Linked DNA regions of Triticum aestivum: region 1 is linked to region 2. A link is a contact called in public Hi-C data. All regions are on one chromosome and are shown on one strand. Each heading gives the region's core, a stretch centred on a gene start, on an enhancer-like site or on the middle of the called end of the contact. The rest is flanking DNA. Distances are from core to core; before and after follow the strand shown.

Region 1 (3,724 bases), core at 446-2,945, 160 kb after region 2:
TGGGCTAAAGATACCACTGCCCATCTAACCATTCAACCATAGGTTGGTTCATATAGCGACCTTACTTGTCTAAGCTAAGCACAAGCAGTGTTTACAAAACTAATCACCTTACATGCAGATCGAACCGGCTGCCATACACTCAGAAAGGCGTCGCCATCACATCAACAAATATAATAATCCAATTAATGGACAAGTCGCTTTAGCTCTATACATAATTCAGACGACACAAATTACAGTACTGATCTATAAATTACCCCCAAAATTCAAAGTGGCTTTAAGCAGCAAAATTCACTGAAATTTGAACAGTGGTAACAACAGTGTATAGTACTACCAATTATGCGTGACATGAACACGTACGAGCTGCACATGATGTGTAGGCAAACTGGCAAAGACGAACCAACTCATCAATCAAGTAAATTAAATCCTGCAAAGCAGGTTATGGTAACCATGCCCATATACATGTCGCAAAATCCGGCGCCATCGTCGATCTTAGCTGAAGCACCAACCATGTCACGCCCGTGCCCGCGAGACTGTACGTGAGGCGCCGGTGCATGCGTGACAGGACACGGACACACACCGTGACTGACGAGTGACACCAAGCAGAAAAGGCATGCACCACCCACCTACCGAGCAAGTTGTTTGCTGCTTGTCCTCCAGCTCGCCGGCTCCGGCGCGCGCCGCCGTGGTACTATGTAGCTAGGGCTTGTGCAGGACCCGGCCGGCGACGACGGCGGCCTCGATGACGACGGTGATCACGTCGATGACCTCGTCGATCATGCACTTGTTCCCCTCGAACGTGCCCGTGCCGGCCCGCAGCTCCGCCAGGCACTCCAGCAGGCCCTCGTTGCACTCCGTGCTCAGGTAGTCATCTGATGTGCCGATCGAGAGTCAGACGCTGGCTACAATTTAGTTGATGGATCGATTGGTTGTTGGGGTACGTACTCTTGACGAGGACGCAGTTGTCGTGGTGCATGCAGCAGGCGTCGAGGGGGTCGCACGGCCGCTCGCCGGGGCACCCGCTGTAGAGGATGCCGCAGTACTTGCCGTACCGGAGGAAGGGCGCCGCTGCGTCAAGAGATCATCGACAAACACCTCGGCGTGAGCCACCATGCAGTTACTTCTAAGTTCTAATCAAGAAGAAGAAGTTGATGCGCGTGCGTACTCGTGCAGTGGTCGGACTCGCACGTTCGGCTGCACGCCTGCTGCTTGCTCTGCGTCCGCGTCCCCGCCGCCGCCGGCCGCCGAGAATCAGTCGACAAAGCAAAGCATACCCAGCTTAATAACGTGCTATGAAGTGTAGGTTATAGTACATGCGTAGATCGTGCACGTACCACGCCGTCGGCGTCGGCGTCGAGGGTCTGGAGGCCGACGTTGAGCGCCGAGGAGCGCGGCGCGACGGCGGCGCAGGCGAGGAGCCCGACCACCGCGAGTAGACGCGCATGCAGCCGCCGGGAACCGCCTCTGCCATGCGCCATCCCCTTCAAAAAATCAGATCCCCCTCCCTCTCTCTTTGTGTCGATCGAGACGGCGGCCGCCTGCAGCTGAACTTATACCGCGCCGTGCCCAGCCCTGCCGTCGTTCTTGGCTTGATAAGATATTATCTAGGGGGGCATTGGCTGGAGCGACGAGGAGAACTCGATCTGCGACTGTAGTTGGCTAGTTGCAGCACTGATTTAGAGAGAGAAAGGGGGCGGAGATGGGGCGTTTTGGTTGTATCCTGCTCGTGAGCGCGCGGGGGGCTTGTTGGCTAGCTCGCGGGGGCACGGGCTGGCAGTCGACAGCGCGGAGGAAGATGCCGTGCATGCACCACGTCGGTCGGTGGGCGAACGATCCAGCCGGCGACCATGTGTGCCATCCAGCGCCTTCCCGGACTTTTCATTTTTCCTTTACATGGGTGGTCTCTTTCGGCGAAAATAATTGGGTGTTATTTTTCAGTGAACCGTGAGAGTGAGTGAGTACGCTTTGCGATTCGCGGCTGTCAGCTCGGTTGGGTGCTAGTGTCCTCCCGTGCCGATTCTTTTCGCCATGTTCGTAGCGTGCCTTTTCCATGTGGTCATATGAGTCAGCCACCATGATTGAGTGAGCTCCACGGGCTGGTCGGATGTCGAAATGTGTGGAGAAATATGTCGATTGATGTGCTCGATCCGAGTGTGCTGGTTTGGCTGTGGAATTTTTTCTCGATGCGCTTTTATTACCTAAAAATATAAATATAGCATCAAACGGATACAAAGCATTATGAGTAACACCCGGCCTCTGCATAACAAATGCACACAACCAATTTCGAAAAGTTTGAGAGAAAGAAAAGAACCAAAACCGAGAGTCCTATAGACCGACACTATGCCTATGTTGAAAGTGATGGTGGGTCAATCCGGGGGTTATGCTGCCACCCATGTTGGGAAAAACCTCCGTAGCCGCATGCTTCAACCGCGTACACACTGCCTTGAACAACGATTGGTACTCCGCTCTTTGTAGCGTAGATCACGTACGAAGTGAATGCATACACCGGAGAATAACCTGTAAAGGAGAAGCATTTTTGTCATTAAAACCCAAATTATTTCTACATAGAAATTGCGACCACATTTAGGCATATACTCCCACCCTTGTTAGGTTTTATCTATTTGGAATACCGTCCAACCAATGACCAAAAATATTAGCAATACTTGTGGGTTTGACTGTGAATATAAATGTTTTTTCATCAGGAATTGCTAGTAGATCAGTTGCTAAAAATGACTAGATCTAAGTCGCTGTGAGCCGTCTGATGCAAGATGCACGACCAAATCAACTTCTTCAACCTCCCGAAATTGCTACTATTCATCTTCTTCAACCTCGACGCCGGTCTAAGTGTCTACTGCCACCGCCCACCGCCGGCGACACTACCACGCCAGCCTCGCCGCCCAGTCCTCCCCCCAACTGTCATGCTGCTGCCTCCTAGTCATCCCTCTAACACCGGCCATCAGTGGAGGAGACAGGACCCAGGCTGGGGGGCTAGGCCCGGGACGTGAGGATTTATTTCTTCATTGATTATAGCATTTTTTGCACGGTTGAACGCTGTTGCGATGAAGCAGGTCTGGGGCCCACTGTTAGTCTGGCTCCGCCCCTGTCGGTCATGACCCATTTTTTCTGGTGAGCTGAAATCTCACCCCCAACACCCCTAAGATAGATCATGGGTCAGCCTGACACCCTAAGATAGATCATGTGGTAGCTTCTCCAGCGAGTGGCGGCTGCTTCTTCCTTCCCTCCGGCGGCTATCTCCTTCCTACGAAAACCGACCGGCCCAAATTTTGTTTTCAGGCGACTTACATTTAGCAATTGTGAGATAAAAATGGTATTCCAAGAGCAATATCCGCCCCTTTGAGGTGTGATGGCTCCGGACTAGGTCAAGAGGTAGCAAACTGTCCTGACAAAAAAACCCTTGGAGTATGCACCCATGGTGTTTGGTTCTGAAGAATTTGAGCATAAGTTTTATTTTATTCCTGCGGTTATGTTTGAATCCAGACCACATGATTAGCTACATCAAGATTTTGTTAGGATATTGCAGGCTGAGGTTTCTGGGAAACAATTAGAGCATGAATTTGACTAGTGATTGGGCGCCATCCTATGGTGCCATCTCGGAAATTTTCAAACAATGCTATGTGAGGAAAACGCCCTGTTCACATTTTGAAGTGCCACATAGGCAACAACCTCTTTCGGTCCCTTATTGTAATTAGGGCATTGATACTTCTTC
Region 2 (4,025 bases), core at 1,005-3,504:
TCCAGAAGACGGCTAATTTTCCCAAGTTACTGCGCATCTCATCAAACCGTTTGTCCTCTCCCCATTGCAAAATCCTAGACACCATCAGGCAAAGCAAAGCATTAGCGACTCACTTTTATAAGAACAAGAACAACATGTTTTGACTCAGGCAACAGATGTCTTAAAAAAATCACAAAAAAAAGAGATTCCACTAGACATAGTCCAGTGGGGCTTTTTGAACTATCAACAGAATATATATTTTAGGGTAACATACCTCATTAGTAAAAACACTGCCAGACGAAGTCCCCAGATTATAACAAGCACTGTCAACACGATCTGGAAAAACGGGTCTATGTTCAGAAATGGACGAACTTCTTAAAAAACAATTGTGATGACATTGCTTCAAAATAATACATGGGCACGTCAATTATCCAGTTGGTAACACAGAGGAATACCACTATCCTTTGATAGATATTCGTTCAAATGAAATGAGGTTATCCTTAACATTTATACTGTCCCAATCTCTGTATTAACTCCCTGATTTCTTTGCCACATGGAAAAACAAACTAGATTTCATTGGAACAGACATATGCCGATGCTGTATTTCCCACTAAATGGGTATGGATAACCATTGCACCACCTCATGAATACAGTTTCCATCTAGTCTTTGAGAACCATGGTACCATATGTAGGATTTAATTTTTAATGTAGCATGTAAGTGGTAAGATGATTCTTTCTACTTTATGAGCATAGACAGTGCAGAGATGCAATTATGCCACATTGCTGCAAATTCAGTAAGACCCATGCCCAAGCTAATTCAACTGCATACGAGGGATGGTAAATTATTTTAAATCCAAACACGCATCAAACTCATGACAACTCTAACGATCTATAGGCAAGGTTCAGACAAACAACTTGCTGGTCGTGCTTAACTTAAAAGAGTTGCAACTGTAATAAGGATTTTTTAACTAAGAAAAAGTAATCAAAGACAGTGCAGCGTTCAGATGCTGTTGAACATGTGTTTCAAGTATATTATTGTGAAAAGAGTGATTCGCCGTAAAGGTACAAGAAACATCAAGTTGGACAACGACAATGACTAAGCCAATTTTTTAGAACTAAACATTCATAAGCAGCTGTATTAAAAGATTTGCAATAACAGTCATGTTTACAACAACTGAGTAACAAAGTGAACTGAGTTCTTAGTACTACTACTATTTACCTGGCGGAAGTGCCATGTTCCCTTCAAAGCTGCTACAAGGACGGCGATTATGACAAAATTTGTACTGCCTGAAAAAAGGAACACAAATAAGTAAAAAGGAAATGAATTGTACGAAGGTATACCGTTGCAGAGAAATTGAACACACGCTAGTACTCAGACAAAGGGGTTCACCCGAGCACCTATTTCTGAAGAAACTGGCTGCCTCCTAACTACTAGGATGAACAGGCAGCATCTGAATTGACGTGCACAACAAGATGGCAATCTTGGCACACGCACAGCATATATATATATTAAGATTCCGAAAAAACATAATACAGAATTGCCAAACCAGCTTCCTACTGGGCTGAGAAATCGAGCTCATGGACTCCGGTCTTTAACTAGATATTTTTCAAGAGCACTGCCTTTAACTAGATTCGCCCCACAGAAAATAATAACAAGAAGAAAGGAGGAAGGAGGAGAAGACGCGGGAGGTGGAGTGCTACCTGCGAAATCGGTGACCTTGTCGAAGCGGAGGAGAGCTGTGATGATGAAGAACACCAGCTGGTACCCGACCTAGCACCACAACCACCACCAAGAACACCAGAACGGCAACAGTTAGTAAACACGCCAGGTAACAGAGAGACGGAGACGGCGGGGGAGGAGAGGAGAGGTCAGAGGAGGCGGCGCGAGAGATTTACGGTGACGAGGGCGGTGAGCGCCAGGAAGTGGGAGTCCAGCACTGTTCCCATCGCCTTTTCTTCCTCCCGGCCGTCAGTGGATTTGTTTGTTGGTCTGTTTGTTTATCCTTCCCCCTTTCCTTTCTCTGAGAGGAAAAATGAAGTGAGAAGCGAGCACGCGCGCCGGCCGGGCTTTTAACGGGGTCAGGACTGGGTCCGGTCGACGGCGACGGCGGCGGCGGTGCGACCCGGCGGAGCGCGTTGGGAGGGGGGGAGGAGGACTTGTCACTTGTCACTTGTGGCTGGAGGCTGGACAGGGAGGCGGGCGAATGCGTGCGACGCTGGTGGTGCGAATGCGCGACTGTGCGAGACGGGACCGTGGTGCGATCGCCTCCGAATCTTGGATTGCTTCAGGCCCTCGGAGAGACTGGAACTTCACGGGCTCAGCCGGCGACTGTTCTACCGGTGGTTTGGAGATCCCACGGCCGAGGCACGGTCAAAATGGAAAACTAGCCCTAGGTGAACGGGAAATCTCACTTTCACACGCCGTGAAGTTTGGAAAAGGGACGATTGTAGCTTAAGGGCCAGTTCTTTTCGGCGATTCTCCTAGAATCGCCCCCTTCTCCAGCTTCTCCCAGAATCGTCACTCCATATTTTTTTTACAATCCTATTTAGTTAAGGTCTAATTAGCTAGGATTGTAAAAAACATATGGAATGGTGATTCTGGGAGAAGCTGAGAAGGGGGCGATTCTGATAGAATCGCCCAAAAGAACTGGCCCTAAATTGTGCTGGTGTGGATTGAAACTTGATGACCATTTCGAACACGTGTGTCATCGACAGGAAAATCAAAGCAATGTTTAAGTTATGCTTTCGTCCTGCTTTATACATAAAACTAAAGGAGACGGGTTCGCAAATTACACATAGGACTCCTCCTGGGTCGCTCGCGCGGGTGAACCCAGGGGCCCTAAACCCTAGGGTGGGAGCCCACGCCTTGCGTCGTCAAGTGGGCGGCGATGGTGGCGACAGGAATCGGTGGCGCACAAAGGGGTGGAGCACGGCTGGGAGTCGTAGTGGAGCTAGGCGGGGAGGCAATGTGAGGGTTTTGGGGCACACATGTGGTGTACTAGGTTGTCGTCGACAGGAAAATCAAATATTAAATGAGAAAAAAGATGATTGTGGTAACATAATATGTTAATCACCATCACATAGCGCATGTCTAGAAAAATTGAGTCTATAGGCCAATAAATGCAATCATCTATGATACTAGCTCTATGATAGGGAGAATAGCATGTGCTCCGGGAGCACCTAACTTAGGTGCTCCAGCGCGGGCACTGCTATTGGATCTAGATCCAACTGTCATCTAAAGATGCACAATACCTCGACGTAATTATCAGACTCCTCAGGATTTTTAAAAAATTATGAGCCCTCTCCGTGGACGCTGGATCTGAGATCGAACGGACCAGGAGCTCCCGAAGCACCAGATATTCTCCCCTCTATGATACTTTGCAGTGTGAAGGTAGTATCATAGACTAATGTCATATGCATGACGTTAGTCTAAGTTACTCCCCACCTTATGGGTCATCGTGCCCCATGACACATTGGATTGCATTATTGTTGCTTTATGTTAATGTTGGCTATTAATTTGGCTAATGTTCATGTTGGTCATTATGTAATTTTATGTCTTTCTAATCAAAATGGAACTAATGAGAAGTTTTGATTAGAGATTTAATCAGCAAATGTTCTAGTGGCATATGATGATATTCTGACCAACGTTGAATATTTTCATGTGTCGCTTATGAATAATAGTTTGTCTAATTCACATCTAGATGTTTTTTTAAGGATATCACATCTAAACTCTCACAAATAACGCAGCAACAAGAAACCAAAGAAAAACTGAGACAAAAAAAATAGACTACAAGCATAGTGGACATCAGGTTAAATGTGACATAACTATGTCACATCTAGATGTGTCCTAGACGGACCCTATGAATAAAAGGTCATTTTTCGATTTCATCCCATCGTTGATACGGATTAGAATAACAAGTAGACATATCTACAATTCATCTCATTGCATGCTAAATTCATACTTATATTTTAGACCGCAATAGCTGGTGAACGGTTCGCTCGGAGGGGTTGCCATTTGTGAACGTTTTAGATAGCAAATTTGGTTG

The links. Hi-C and Micro-C count contacts between places; a contact is called where the count stands out from the background.
Region 1: a contact with region 2 is called in a Hi-C map of leaf, with 4 times the contacts expected there. The contact joins the promoter of LOC123087134 here to the promoter of LOC123087131 in region 2. A contact is called at or near these places in 2 of 5 Hi-C or Micro-C datasets (both in leaf).

What each region holds. Positions count from the first base shown.
Region 1 is chr4A:580,838,141-580,841,864 of IWGSC CS RefSeq v2.1, forward strand. LOC123087134 (phospholipase A2 homolog 3) reads right to left here and starts at 1,696. Exons shown (of 4, transcript XM_044509049.1): 1 at 1,332-1,696; 2 at 1,163-1,211; 3 at 943-1,065; 4 at 162-869. The coding sequence starts at 1,475. The coding sequence ends at 697.
Region 2 is chr4A:580,676,128-580,680,152 of IWGSC CS RefSeq v2.1, forward strand. It overlaps LOC123087131, which reads right to left and starts at 2,255. Exons shown (of 9, transcript XM_044509046.1): 1 at 1,876-2,255; 2 at 1,681-1,750; 3 at 1,199-1,266; 4 at 254-315; 5 at 1-74. The coding sequence starts at 1,926.